Regions from separate parts of the Zea mays genome. Here region 1 is linked to region 2. Evidence: chromatin contacts called from public Hi-C data. All regions are on one chromosome and are shown on one strand. The core of a region is the stretch at or near the end of the contact, and the rest is flanking DNA. Distances in the headings are between cores, read along the strand shown. Region 1 has its middle 31 kb from the start of LOC103627529. Region 2 holds the start of LOC100277128.

Evidence for each region. Hi-C and Micro-C count contacts between places; a contact is called where the count stands out from the background.
Region 1: a contact with region 2 is called in a Hi-C map of tassel, with 2.1 times the contacts expected there. The contact joins the enhancer-like site here to the promoter of LOC100277128 in region 2. A contact is called at or near these places in 2 of 25 Hi-C or Micro-C datasets (ear and tassel).

What each region holds. Positions count from the first base shown.
Region 1 is chr5:198,308,810-198,315,740 of Zm-B73-REFERENCE-NAM-5.0, reverse strand. No RefSeq gene overlaps it. Among protein-coding and RNA genes, the nearest start is that of LOC103627529, 31 kb to the right of the region's middle. Within about 2 kb of position 5,015, at least 20 of the 20 cell types and tissues checked have an H3K27ac peak or open chromatin away from gene starts, as enhancers often do. A contact at or near this core is called in ear and tassel, where this site is marked.
Region 2 is chr5:197,907,121-197,914,731 of Zm-B73-REFERENCE-NAM-5.0, reverse strand. It overlaps LOC100277128, which reads right to left and starts at 4,219. Exons shown (of 13, transcript NM_001150784.2): 1 at 3,987-4,219; 2 at 3,760-3,871; 3 at 3,538-3,650; 4 at 3,006-3,352; 5 at 2,799-2,874; 6 at 2,497-2,583; 7 at 2,296-2,376; 8 at 2,173-2,205; 9 at 1,915-1,968; 10 at 1,785-1,826; 11 at 1,589-1,667; 12 at 1,417-1,487; 13 at 750-1,334. The coding sequence starts at 4,151. The coding sequence ends at 1,248.

The sequences.
Region 1 (6,931 bases), core at 3,766-6,265, 400 kb before region 2:
AATTCAGCCGCGGGTATTTCTATAAATTTCTGCATTATGCTTATGATTTTAGCAACGTTTCACTGTTACTTTCTATCCGATGGGCCTGCCGGTAAGCGTCAAAACCACTTTCAATTAACCTAATTATGGATCGTCAGACCCGACCCAACCAACCGTATTTGTTTTAGGGCTTATTCGTTTGTACCGGATTGGTGGGTCGGAACGATTTCCTAATCGGATTGCTTTTCTAATTTATATAAACTTTAATTAGCTGGAACGATTCCGGTTGCAATCCGACATAAACGAACAAGGCCTTAGGGATTTACGAACCATGCTAAATAACCACGACCTGATTTTGACCTGATCCCACGTTTGTACCTGTCTTCTTTCAGTAGGGATTTACGAGTTTTAGGGCGTGGCGTTAAACGAATCTGACATGGCATAAGAAAAATAGAAAAAATATAATAAGAGTTTTATAGGGCGATAAAATTTCTTCACTCTCGCAGTCTCTAGGTAAACTAATTTCTAAGATTCGTATAGGTCAACTATCTTAGGTTTAACAAACTTTACAAAAAAAATAGTGCTTATAATATAAAATAAGTATATTATAAAATATATTATGTGTGATACGATGATATCTAACGATACTAATATAATATTATATGTTTTAGCGTTTTTTCTAGAAAAATATCGAAGTTTAATTTTTTTAAAACTCTAGCAAAACAATTTATTCAGGGACATAGAGGAGTTTTGAACACAGAATAGTACTGGAAACTGGCCTAGCCATTTCTGCGGCGCCAATCCCGGCCTTTCGCAGAACATTATCGGCCGGCCGCCGGCCCGACGTTTTGCGAACCTTGACGACATGCTCGTACTCGTCTCCTGCCCGAATAGCCTAGCTAGTGGCCCAGTAATGGATAGCCCATAAAAATCTGCCACGGGCAACCCAACGTGCGAACTGGGTAAAGGCCTATCGCCGCGTGCATGCCAGCAGGTTTAGTTAGCTCTTTTTTTTTTTTTGCATTTTCTTTGCTTTGGGGTCCCCTTTTCCTTCTAATATTTGTATCAATAATACCTGCTTATGGACTAAACACTAGACAGATGTATTTTAAAGCAAATACTCTCTCCGTCCCAGTTTATTATTCACTTGCCTTTTTTATCACAAGTTTTACCAACTCGTCTTATTCAAAAAAATTATAGAAAAAACAAATAATTCATTGTGGTTTTGTTTATTATCAAATATACTTAATATATGAATTAAATTTTCATCTTTTCATGATTTTTTTGAATAAGACGAGGGGTCAAAATTATGGTTAAAAAAGTGAAATGAATTATATTTTAAATCGGAGGGAGTACTATACATGCTTGCAAGCCGGGATGTGCGTTTGTGACAAAAAATGTCCATGTTGATGTTAGCGAAGAAGCAACTACTTTAATTAAGGGCTTGTTTGGTTAACTCTCAATACATGTGGATTGAGTGAGATTTGATGGGTTTGAATACTAAACAAGTCAGACTTTTTAATTTTTCCTAATCCCATCTAATCCATGTGTATCGGGAATAACTGAACAAAACCTAAGTGGGGTCCCGTGCTGATAGCCTGTCAAAATCTCTGTGCTGGAACCAAATTCAAACGGTCCATTCCTTTCAATTTTCTGAACAATTCAGGTAACAACACTAGCACGAGTTGATGCACTGTCCTTGCTAGATGTGTTGTGCTTGGTCTTGGAGGACGGGAGCCCATTGCCTGCACAGTTCGGAAGGTCCCTGAACTAGACGTGTCCCTAGCAAGTAGCAAGCGACACTCGCGTCTGTCTCACCATGTTGCTCCACGGACCGGACGACGGTCAGGCGATCCCCAGCAAGTCCAGCTGCGGCCAGGGGGGCTCAGGGTCAACCTGTCGGGCACCCACCCAACAAGGCTCTCGTTCCATGTCCCGACGCTGGCCGCGCCCTGTCTGGCAGCTTTCGAGTGTGCAAAAAATTTAGATGACTCGAGGGGCTTGGGGCCTTGACTTTAGGGGAACTTGGTGTGATCTCGCATCCATCCGCGGAGCCGCACGGGGGAAGGAGCGGAGGAGCCGCCGAGCTGGCCGCTTACCGCTACCTCCTTCCGCGTCGGTGTGTAGGGGTGTGGCCATGTACTCGTCCGGCGACCTGAGAAGATTCTGACCAGATTTAATTGGGTTTGATCTATTTTTATTTCACAATTAAATTAAGTAGAGTAAAAACATTTAAGGCTATAGTTACCGATAGTTGTAATGTGTATGTTAATAGTTTAATGAGTGCTAAGTGTATAATGCGCAAGGTGATATTTATGTGTTAGTGGTTCATGATAACTATTACTCTTTTCGTTCTAAAATATAATTCTTTGTAGGCTTGTAGCCCACTTTTCTTGGTAATGAATGATAATAAATATCGATATATATACGAACTATATTTATAAATTAATTAATAAATTTTAGTAGTAACTGACAACTGATTTATTAGTTTCATAAATTACTAGTAATGGACGATGCTATGATGTCCACTATCTAATTCTCTTTATTCATTTTTGTTTGCTGCTACATAAAAGGGCCCAACTTTTCTCGTTCGCATTCAAACAAGACCTTGACTAAATAAAATGTTAATGCCTACTATATTTAAATCTAGCAGATCGCTCGTTACCATCGTGATCGATCTCCTGCGCTCAATCGGCAGCCGTGCTGGTCCTCTCTCTGTGCTTCTGTGGAGCAAGATGAATCTGCAGTGCTTGCAACCTCGCATCACGGCAATCCTCGCTGGTCCCGTTATTATTGTAATCTAATGGTAACGTCGAATGCGATGTTCTTCTGGAGCTGACACGCGTAGAAAAAAAAGGGGGGGGGGGGGGGGGGGGGGGGACGGGCAAGTATCTCAAAGCAGAAGAGGAGGCAAGCAGCAGCACCTGGGCTGGGCAGTGGGCACGACGGCACCACGGTCCAACAGTGCAGCGGACCGGCGCGAATGGCGCCTACGGCAGCACATCGCCACTAATCGCACATTGACGCCTCGCACCGGTGCACCCGTGCTGCGGATCGCGCTGGAAAAAGCCTGGTGCAGATCGCCACCCCGGATCGAATCACTTGTGCCATCCATCCATGATCCGTCCACGTGACCTCACCGAACTCAACCAACAATCGGGAACGGGAATCACCCGCCTCAACCTCACAGAGGCAATCACGAGCGCGACAGCGCTTTTAGCTCCACGACGAGCCACGAAGCTGCGCAAGATCCACTAATCAATCTAACTTTTTTTTCCAGAACACTTTGGAAATCGGCAGCACTGAAATCAACTGAACGATGCAAGCTCAATGGACAGAGAATGACACTCGAACAATCTTTTCTTCCAATTCCTGCAACTTCACGTAGTTCCTTCGCTCCAATTCTGAATGGGACTATACAAACAAAATGGAGCACCGCGAACGCCCTAAAACGCATTGCTATATTGCATTCGCGCACACATTTCTATCTACATCTTTTATCCAAGGTCGCAAAATGCAGTCGAGTTTGCTGGGTTCTGGTGATCCCAGAGCTGTTCGGGAATCAGAAGACTGGGCTGAGAATGTTGAGGAGGGAAACTCTGGTGTTGACGAGGGCTCTGAACACCTTCTCGCCGCTGCTCTCCACGTCCGCGATGCACCGTCCCAGATCGTCCAGCCGCTCGAACGCCGCCTTCCGCTCTCGCTCCTCCGGGTCCGCGGCGGCCTCCAGCCGGGGCCCCGCGGCAGACGTGGCGGCGTGCTGCCTCCTGGCCGATCGACGCTTCGCGCGCGACATCCACCGCATTAGGTCGGCGACCCACCAGATCCGCGGCATGGAGGACGAGGAGGACCTGGTGGTGGTCACGACCGCGTGCCTCGGCGTGGCGGACGGCGCGCTGAACCTCGCGGGGGAGGACATCCAGCACGGCGTGGCGTCGACCTCGACGCGCGCCGTGGCGGCGGCGACGGAGAGCGAGGATACGCCGGAGAAGACCGCCGCCGAGGCCGACGCCACGGCCGCGGCCGCGTCGACGACGGCGGCGGCGATGGCCGCCGCGTCGGAGGGGAGGTCGGCGGGCGGGGGCCTGGCGGCCACGGCGCGCGCCGAGGAGGCGACCCGCGGGAGGTCCCTCGCGGCCCGGCGCAGCGCGCGCGCGGCCGACGCGAGGCGGGCCGGGTCCTCCCTGCGCAGCGCGGCGCGGGCCTCGGCCTGGAGCGCGGCGAGCGCGACCAGGGCGTCGCGGAAGCTGCCGTGCGCGTCGGCGAGGCGGAGGAAGTCGTCCAGCAGGCGCTCCGCGAACGGGGACGGGCCGAGGCGGCGCAGCGGGTCCTGCGCCTGCGGGTGGTGCAGCAGGCCGGAGAGCGACGCGAGCACGCGGCCCAGCCGCGCCGCGGCCTCGGCCACGGCCTCCGCGGAGGCCCGCGACGCCAGGCGGCCCACCAGCGCACGCAGGTCGGCGACGTCGTCGTCGAGCTGGAGCACCAGCGGGTGGAACCGGCACGGTAGGCTCGCCGACCGCGCGCGGTAGGCGACGGACTTGTTGTTGGCGGCGCTGGGCCCCGCTGGCGGCGCCGGGGACCTGGGCGCCGGGAACGAGATCGTGCGGCGGAATCCGACCACCATCCTGACCCTCACACCAGCACCCCGGCGTTGTTCGGGTCGATCGATTACCGAGCGATGGATGATGGATTGATGGGTGGGCGGTAACCTCCGGTGGGGAGGGGCGCGTTCTTAAAGGGAAGTGGGGAGTAGCCGAGTGGGATTCGGGTGAGGGGATGGGATGGAACGCTCGAGGAAGGCGTCAGCGGTGGAAGGAGGTATGGATCGAGCGCACGGCCGCGCGTATATAGTAGGACTCGGGGGGGACGAAGGAAATGGAGGTGAAGCGGTCAAGCCGTCTGGTTTTCTGGAGCCCTGTAGGCGACAAGTTCAAATTCTTCGACGCCGCCACGACCGTCGCGGAAGGGGTAGGCACGCACACACGCAGCATAGCGTGCTAGCGGGGTGGGTGCGGGTCCCGGCTGCCAGTGGAGGAGGGGTGGGTGGGGGTTGGTCTGTTCCGTGCAAGGTGCAATGCAATGAGCTTTTTCGTGCTCCGTGACGTGCGGAGCGGGATGGGCCACGCAGGAGGGAATTCTGTGGGGTCACGTGGACTGCCTCGTGGGGCCTCGGTTTGATCGGTTCTTGAATTCTGGAGGGGAGGCGGGTCCCAGTCCCAGGCCGGTCGCATCTTTTGCGCACACGAGCCGCAGCCCCAAGTCCACATCGTGCGGGTGCGGTAGCAGCCGACGACTGGCGAGTAGCGACCGAGAGCATCTCCAAAGGATTCTTTATTTTTTATTCTCTATTTAACTTTTTATTTAACTTTCTATAAATATTAAACTCTATATATAACATCTCATTGCAACAGACTCTTTAAAATGTAAGTTAGCTTAGCTAGCGAGAGTTGCTAGCTAAATTTAGTTAGTGAGGGAGTTAATTTAGAGAGCTAGATAGCTTAGCAAGTTAAATGACTAGTCTGTTGAAGAGCTATTATATTATTAAGTAACTAAAATTTAGTTTGAGAAGTTATTTAGCTAGTCTTTTTTGGAGATGCTCTGACAGACTGAGAATTGTTCGAAAGGAACCGTATCGCTATCGCCTGACAGCATGCGATAGCTGATACTTGAGACGCTCCTGTACCAGACGTGATACTTGAGACGCTGTAACTCTCGTGCCCACAGAAGACAGCCACACAACTTGGATCGCTGATGCAGTGCTCTAGTTGTTGCCTGTCAGTCGCGACTTGGACTGGAACCCGACGGCGACAGACATGGACGATCGATCGTTTCACTTTCACACATGAAAATGGCTTCATAGGCTTCTTAGCCGCCGACACTGGAGACTGATTCTTTTACGGACTCGTTCTGGAACGACGTTCAGAGTTCAGACCCAATTAGGCCCCCTCGTGTCCACAACTTCACCCGCCGGGCTGCGTTCAGTGCATCTATTGTTGCCCTCGACCTCGAGCGGGTGCGTCAATGTCGCAAGGATGACATCTTTTTTCTCTCACGGTCACGGGCGGCGTACACAAACTTCCAGCGAGAGTGCGATTGAGCTCGACGTACGTGCGCCGCAACCAAGCGTTTGTCTAATCCGCACGCCTCACGACATGACGCTGTACATGTTAGGTGCCTGTTGTCTTCTGGAGGGAGGAAAAAAAAAACCCAACAAAATGGAAGAATAAGCAGGGACAACAAAATTAGCACATGTCATCCAACTGGTCGTCGCGATCAGGATAAGAAGGTACGGTGCACCTAACCTTGTTGCCACGGTTTGCATGCACGGATGGCACAGCTCAGTGACTAACAGACACGGATTAGTTCTACAACTTGCCAGCTGCCGTCATCTCGATCTCGATGTCGTGCAGAGTGTCCAGACAAGCAAGGCAGGGTCTCTCTCTCTCGAGAAAAAAAAAATCAAAGCAGACACTCGTGCAGCTTGTGAAGTGAACGGTCTCACAGATGAGATCCTCTGCCGATTTTGTCGGACAAGAAAACATGGTGACTCCATTGCACTTTGCACATCTTTATCACCTTATTTCTCGTAACCCGAGTCAAAGTATCCAAAATCTTGATCGGGTACTCCGTGTAAGTCAAATCACCTTGAACACTGAGCTCTTCCATTGGTAATTGTTCCTCGGGCACACGGAGACACTTCTTTAGTTGAGATACGTGGAACACATTATGCACATCCGATAGGCTAGCAGGTAACTCAAGTTGGTATGCCATCTCTCCAACTCTCCTAAAGATCAAGAATGGTCTAATATAGCGAGGGGACAATTTGCCCTTAACTTTGAATCTCCTCATTCCACGAAGTGGTGACACCTTGAGATACACGTAATCTCCTTCTTCAAATTCCAGTGGCCTCCTTCGATTATCAGCATAACTCTTTTGCCTGGTTTGAGCCACC
Region 2 (7,611 bases), core at 2,970-5,469:
ATGGAAATCTAAATGTCAACCTAAGCACAAAGTATTCTTCTAGTTATTGCTCAAAAATAGATTGAATACCCGCTCCCTTCTCAGATGACGCTCAATGCCTTTAGACTCCTTCACCTGCGACAACTGTATTCTCCAGATTGAAGAAACGTCTATTCATCTTTTCTTCAGATGCAACTTTGCTAGGAGATGTTGGCTACTTTTGGGCTTCCTCCCGCCGTGTTCTACGGATCTTCTGCATACCCTAATGAGAATTAGAAGACGCTTGCAAGTTCCTTGGAGGTTAGAAGCTATTATCATCATGACGTGGTGCATCTGGAGGTGCAGAAATAATTGGATCTTCAACGAAATTCCCCCTTTGGTTTCTGAGTGCAAGGCTATGTTTAGGAGTGAAATTGTCTTATTATGCCATCGAGTCAAGCCTATTCTTAAGAAGATATTGCATCTTGGTTGCTCATTTAGGGTTGTAACTCTTCCCCCCTCTGTTCCCTCTTCCTTCCATTTCTTTGTAATTTTCCTCTTTATACCTAAACTCAGTACTTTTGATTTAATAATATTACTGTAGGACCTTCGGACCTTCCTACAGTACATTTACTTAAAAAAACAGTGTCAAACAGTGTACACGTCTCTTATTTTACCCTATCTACTAGATACAGTCTAAACCGCTGGAGACAGTCTAGACCATATGTCCGTATCCCAAAATATAGCACGTGTAGTAATTGAATCTGAACCCTAAAACCTGAATAGAACATGCAAAGTAGAACTCAAAAGGATGACCTATGAAGGAGGAACATGTTCTACATATTTAACTGGACAAATCAACTTAACTGCATACTCAAATGTTTAGTTGAGATGCAAATCACCTCCTCTTAGAGTACATAAACGTTAATTCATGGCTAATCCTTGAAACGAAGCATCGTGCAAAAGGCACAATAGTTCAGCCACTTCCTTTTTTTGCGAATAATTCAGTTACTTCCTACTAGGAGCATATTTACAAACGACTGAACTTGCTCGATGGCATAGCAATTGTCAATTCTGCAATGCTCAACATTCCAGTGAAGGATAAAAATGTCTAGTTGCATAGGATAACCCCTTCTCTTTGAACATACGAAATCGAGCATGTTTCTCCAGCACTTCCTGTCACTATACCTTTTCCTTTTGCTCGAAGTCACTTTTTTCCCATCCTGTCCTTTTCTGTCTATGCACTTGGGCAGAATAAAAAAGAGTAGGTGGCACTATACTATATTCTGTCATGCTTGCTCATGCTGAACTGCGGTCTTCTTGCACGTACTAGATCGAGCACCAGGCATCCTCAAACTGATAACAAACGCAATAAGCTGCAAAATATACCAACCCCTTAGTGGTACGCCTCAAATTTATATTGAACAAAATTGCAAAATATTTGCACTGAAGACTTACGGTGCAGAAGCCAGCACACAAAATACTGAAACCTTTGAAGTTGAAGGGCTCTGTTTCAGAAAGAAACCACGCTGGCACAACAAAGCGGGATTGAGACTTGTGCCAACTATAATTCGGTAAAGGAATAGTACTTTGTTACTGTTCTTTCTCTAATTCTATACCAAATGCTTACCGGTTAAGGGAGTAAAGATGAGGGGACCTAATATGCTTGCAAAAGAACTAATCCCAGATATACATCCTTGAGCAATTCCCTAGAAGGCAACGCCGCAACATAGATTTAGTAGGCAAAACATAGTAGTGTCAACTGTCACGTAATAGTAGTATATGGTAAACATCATGAGTTCACTGCTATCAGAAAATCAAATTACCTGCTCATTTGATCCGACATTTTTTGATACATTGGTTCTTATCTATAAAAATTGAAAGCACCATCAGCATTTGTTGCAGTCTCACATAAGGTAAACGAATCATAAAAATGGTCAGCTAACAGTGGCTTACAGATGGGTGAACAAAAGCACTCAAAATTACAAATGCCGCAGCAAAATAAGGTACCTGCAAGATGATTAAGAAATGGTTAAGAAAGAGATGAATTGAGATGCTCAACAGAAGGTCCGATCGAATTAGTTTCAAACACTTGGAACACAGTGCTGAACTATGAAGCCAGCACACTGTTACAGTTTTATTACGTATGTGATCATGAGGAATATCATGTCGAACGTGTCCATATAAATAAATTGTCAAGTGCAAGGAAAGTACCCAATATGACCATGCAATGCCATACAAGAAAACCTGCAATATTTCAAATTAATTTATTTAGCCAAAAAACCCGAAAAATGTTGTCATTAAGGATTGGGTAAAAGTCTCGCTGAAAGTTATTACATGAGTACATCCACCTAGAAGCCCAACAATAAGCAGCATCTCTTCACCCAGAATCGGAGCCAAGATAGGCATTACAGTGAGCTGCAAACATCAAGCGTGAGAAAAATAAATTACATCTCTTGAATGAACGAATACTACTGCAGCCTTGAAATGACCGAAAAACTAATGCTATAGCTTCCACGTAACAAATTATTTTGGTACCTGTGATAGCATCCCGGCAGCACCGACAATTAGAAGTAGATTAGCAAACTCATCTTTGTTGTAACCAAATTGTGCCTTCAAGTAGTACTGCATAGGATTCGACCACAGAGAAGCATATAGCATTTGAAAACATATAAAATTATAAATCATGGCTGGTGGATGCAAATGATCAAAAGTAAAATACAATTCGAAAGCTGGTGATAAACTCCTGCTATCTTTAGTGCTAGACCTTCTCCTAGACTGAAAAACTAAAAATCACAAACGTCAACTGAAATCTATTGTCGGATGGAAAATTTTCATACCAGCAATGCAGTCTGAAGCCCATGTTCACCTAGACTGTAGAAGAAAGTGATGGTTGCTGCCCCCGACAAGGCCAGACTACACGAGGAGTAAACCAACATCAGTAGAGCACTCAGAAACTCCAAGAGTAAACGGTCCTCTAGAGACTAGAGAAGTAGAGTGCAGGGTCACAAAAACTGCTATACACACAAGAGAATTTTTTTCTTAACCTGCCAGTGAGAAGCGCGACCATGTCGGACAGAGACGGCAGGCCTCCCTTATGCGGCGGCAGCCGAGGCGAGAGCTCTTCATCGGAGGATGATGTGGAAGAGGCGCAGGACGAATCCTGGAGGAGAGGGTCGCAGGCTTCGTCGGCGCAGGAGACGCTGCCGCCAGCGTCGGGGAGGAAGGCCCTGAGGTAGAGCGCTGCCGCCACGGCCACGGCGGCGGCGACCTGGAAGGTGGATGCGGTCGGGAGGAAGCGCGCGGTCAAGGTCCCCGACACGAACCCGGCTGCCGACACGCCGGAGAGGAGGCCGAACGCCGCCGCGCGACGCCTGGGGCCCACGTGGTCAGCCTGCGTTGTCCACACGTTCGACCTGGTCAAGATCTCGCCGTTTGCTCCATCGTCACTTTTCGTGGTTTGTGATTTTTTTTCTCTTCTAGATTATTATTCCTTATTTTATTATTATTATTTTCGTTTCTTGGCAATATACACACTATATATGCGTGACTTGGATAGTTGCGACCCGTAGTTTTTACCACGTAGGCAAGGCAGAGACAATGCATGGTGCCCTCGCAGAAGACCCCGGCGATGATCTTGGCCACGTAGTACACGTAGAAGTACACCTCCGAGCGGCCGCATGCCAGTATAACTGCCCAAAAAAAAAAACAAGAGAGGTGAAGCTTGTCCAAATCTGAGCAGAGATGCCGCGTAATGGCCTGCAGGCCATGCATGCTGGAAATAAGCTCCACTCCACTTACACAGCGGCGCGATGGCTACGGTGACCGGCAGCGTCATGAGCGCCTTCCGGCCGTACCTGTCCGACAGGTTCCCGACGATGGGGGTGACGACGAGCGCCCCCATCCCGGTGACCTGCATTGGGCGTACGTTGAGAGCGCCGGGGTGTCATGGATCCTGGCATGCATGTCGACACAGCTGGTGGTGGCGAGTGATCAGGCAGGCATGCGTGCGAATGAATGATGCTCACTGCGTTCTGGAAGCCGCTGAGGTAGATGGCGACGGAGCACTCGTCGCGGCCGGGGCAGGCGGCCTCCATGGTGACGTCGGTGACCGCCGGGATCACCATGAAGGAGGCGAAGTGGAACAGGAAGGACACCACGAACAGGTGCCCCAGCCCCGCCAAGTCCTTCATCTTTCTTTGGTAGTAGATAGTGCAGAGCAGAGAGCACGAGCTGAGGCGGTGATAGATTGCATGCGTTTATTAATGTCACTCTGTTCCGGTCTCTTATACTACCCTCACGCAGAGGCGAGCACAATGCTTACTTACAAGGAATGGCGTGGGGCTCACGCATCACATCAAAACTTTCACCGTTCCTTAGGGCGTCGGTCTATCAGTAAAAGGTGACATCGCAGCTCGCCGGATTCGCGCGCCGTGCCCGAACGAGCCAAACAGCCCGGTCTGTTACGGTGGCGCCGTTTGTATGGGCGTGGCGCGCCGCCGCGATGGCGACCGGGGCGAACGGAGCTCCCGGACTTCCAGTGCCTTGTACGCATGGGGCATCGACAGTGCGGGCGCGTTTTGGAGTGCACTCCACCCCACTCGCCGGGAGATGATTGGGTCCCCGGTGGCTTGCTTGCGGCCCCCGATTTCCTGACGGGAATGGAAGGGTGCAGTGGCGCGGTCGAATATGGTTCACCGGGCTGGGTGACATTTGTTCTTGCTTTCGGGTAATGATGATGGCGAAGTGGGCTGAGTTGAGCCTGAGCCCCCGTCGGCCTAATTTTGTCTGCTGCTCTATAGAGTATAGGAGCAGGTTGCTTGTTCAGTGGGGGAGGTCGCTTCAGGTCCGTTGCAGATCTGCTCTAAGAGCTTCATGCCGTGTCACGTGGAGTAGTTTCGCATGCATCTGGGGTTCAAAAGGGGGCCTTGCTGCCTGCCTGATCGCGGGGAATCTCAATGTCTAGTGCAATAAGGCCGTATCAGGGACTTTGCGGCAAGTACTTTTCGACAGCTTATTAATTATAGATGAAATACGCAAGTGTACATGTACAAAATAGCGATACGCCGAGACATGCTCGAGTTTTTCAGACGCCGAAGGATCATGCTGAACGAAATTGATCCCGCAATTTTCCGCAGTGAGATTCATATGTGTTCTTTCGCCCGTTTGGATCTAGGGTTAGATTTTCTTGTTAATGGACGATTCATCATATTCAGAAGAAAAAAACGGGCTTGGCCTTGTAATGTTAGGTGGACTTCCTGACCGTCTGGGTGTCCCCCACCCCCCAGAGATCTGCTCCGTTCCTTCGAGTGGATCGTATTCTAAAGGCTGGGCCTCAGAGATGACAGCCCAACCTCAAGTGGGCTTCACCTACAGAAATCTGAACCATTCCTACAGGAAATTAACTGCCGTACAAACAGCGCAATGACACACACAGGGACTTACCTGTGGAGACGCATACGAGATACGTTCCCACATGTCTATTTTCTCCATCCATCTGTTGGTGGAGTCAATGAATGTAACGTGTCAAATGCTAAGGTAGCCAGTCTGTTCCCTGTATGAACGAACAAACGATGCTAAGGTAATCCTCAGTGGAACTGCTTGACTGCTAACGTATATGCAATAGCATAAATAAATATGGTAGTTAGCCGTCAACACGACAACATCGATTATTCTCCCAGGAGCCCAGCCCATTCTCGGTCATCATATTTTAAGAGGAGCAGCCTCACCAACGTTATCCCTGCACAATTATAATTGACACCCCCCTCAAACAAAAAAAAACATTCTCATGACTGTACAGCAGTGCGGTTGAGAATATTCGTCCAAACGATGAAAATATGAAACGAACGCGTTGTCCAGCTCATCTAGCTCAAGCCGGCCACCGGCCCACGTATACGTACTGCTTACCTCTGAGGCCGAGGCCGGTGCCAATGGGGGCTAGAGTGAGGCCGAGAGGAAGCATCTGTGTGGGCAGGAGAGGGGCGGCCGATGGCGGCGGCGCCCGGCGACATCGGGCTTATAGCTTCACTCTAGCCGGCACGGGAGAGTGAATTGAGGTGGTAGAGCAATAGGCGGACGATAGCGGGGCGGGGCGGCCGAATTTTTTATATTTTAGCCTTTCCTCGGAAAAAAATTCACGTTTGGACTTTAGAAAATTTTAATGTTATTTTGGTCCAAAAATGACATTAAAATTTTCTAAGGTCCAAACATGAATTTTTTTCTGAGGAAGGGCTAAAATATAAAAAATTCAGGCGGGGCGGGGCCGTGTGTTCAAGTGGGTGCTGGCGAGCGAGACAGGCGGAGCGAGACTGCGAGAGTGAGTTGCGGTCTCTGTTTGGTCCATCCACGCGTACTAACACTTGGTAATTGCTTGGAGTCTAAAAAATTCAAAAAAATATATAAAATTAGAAATTTTCATTCTGAGTCCATTTATAAATACTCTCACTTAGTTGGAGCTTATTTTACACACTATCTCATCTCGTGGTTTTTTCTAATTATATGTAATTTTATTTTAAGTAGTATGTAAAATTAAGTTGTGTAATTTTTAGCCGTTGAAACAAATCGCTATGAATAATTAATTCTAAAATATAAAAGCTGATGGCGCTATAGACTGAGGTTATATCTTGCTGCAGTCTATGTATTAGAGTAATAGGGACGAGAGTGGAGTCGAGAGATGACGTAGGTGGACAAGAGATGGATGGTGCACTAGAACTAGCCTGATAGGCCACTCGCGCGCCGCGCCGCCTGCCTACGGCTAGCATCCACGTTGGTCGATAGTGTGTGGTATGGTACAGTGTATATGTGTCTATATTTCTCCCCGTTCTTGACTGCACTGTGTTAAATTTTGCCCTTTGAGTCCTTACACGTGAGTAACCTCTATCGGCCAGTTCGATCCATCAGTCATCTAAATAAACAGAATAGTGTTAAACGAGCTCCTACATATAACTGTAGCAGCTAAATAGACTCTCCGTTTGACTTTAATTTGTACTGGCTTTTACAATCTTTGTTCTCTATGAATTGTAGCTGCAGCAGTTCAAAGGCTTTAATCCGAAGCAAACAACATAGTGGTCGCACTAAATACTCCCACATTCATTAATGTCAAACTATGCCACGTGCATGCTCTGTCCATACACTAATTTTGGGAGATTGTGTGGGTTCGATAATTAAAACAACTAGTGGAGTAACCTTTATTATGATGTTGTATGTGAGATATATTTAGTCTATACCCATGGTTGAGCAGGATTAGAAACCATAAGGAGAATGGTGGAGGCCACAAAGGATAATCAAGTGCTCAACATAGAAAAAAGAAGAAGAAAAGCAAAATACAAAGGCTTAAGACAAAGGTATTGCTAGGGCATTTTGTTTTTACCAATCAAGATACAATAGAGTGCATGCATGATTAGATTTAGGATAAATAGTCGTCATGTTATAAAGAGAGCTCAAAAGGTTCTAAATTGTCGGGGACCATAATTAGGGGTACCCCCAAGACTCCTAATCTCAGCTGGTAACCTCCATCAGCACAAAGCTGCAAAGGCCTGATGGGCGCGATTAAGGTCAAGGCTCAGTCCACTCAAGGGACACGATCTCGCCTCGCCCGAGCCCAGCCTCGGGCAAAGGCAGCCGACCCCGGAGGATTCACGTCTCGCCCGAGGG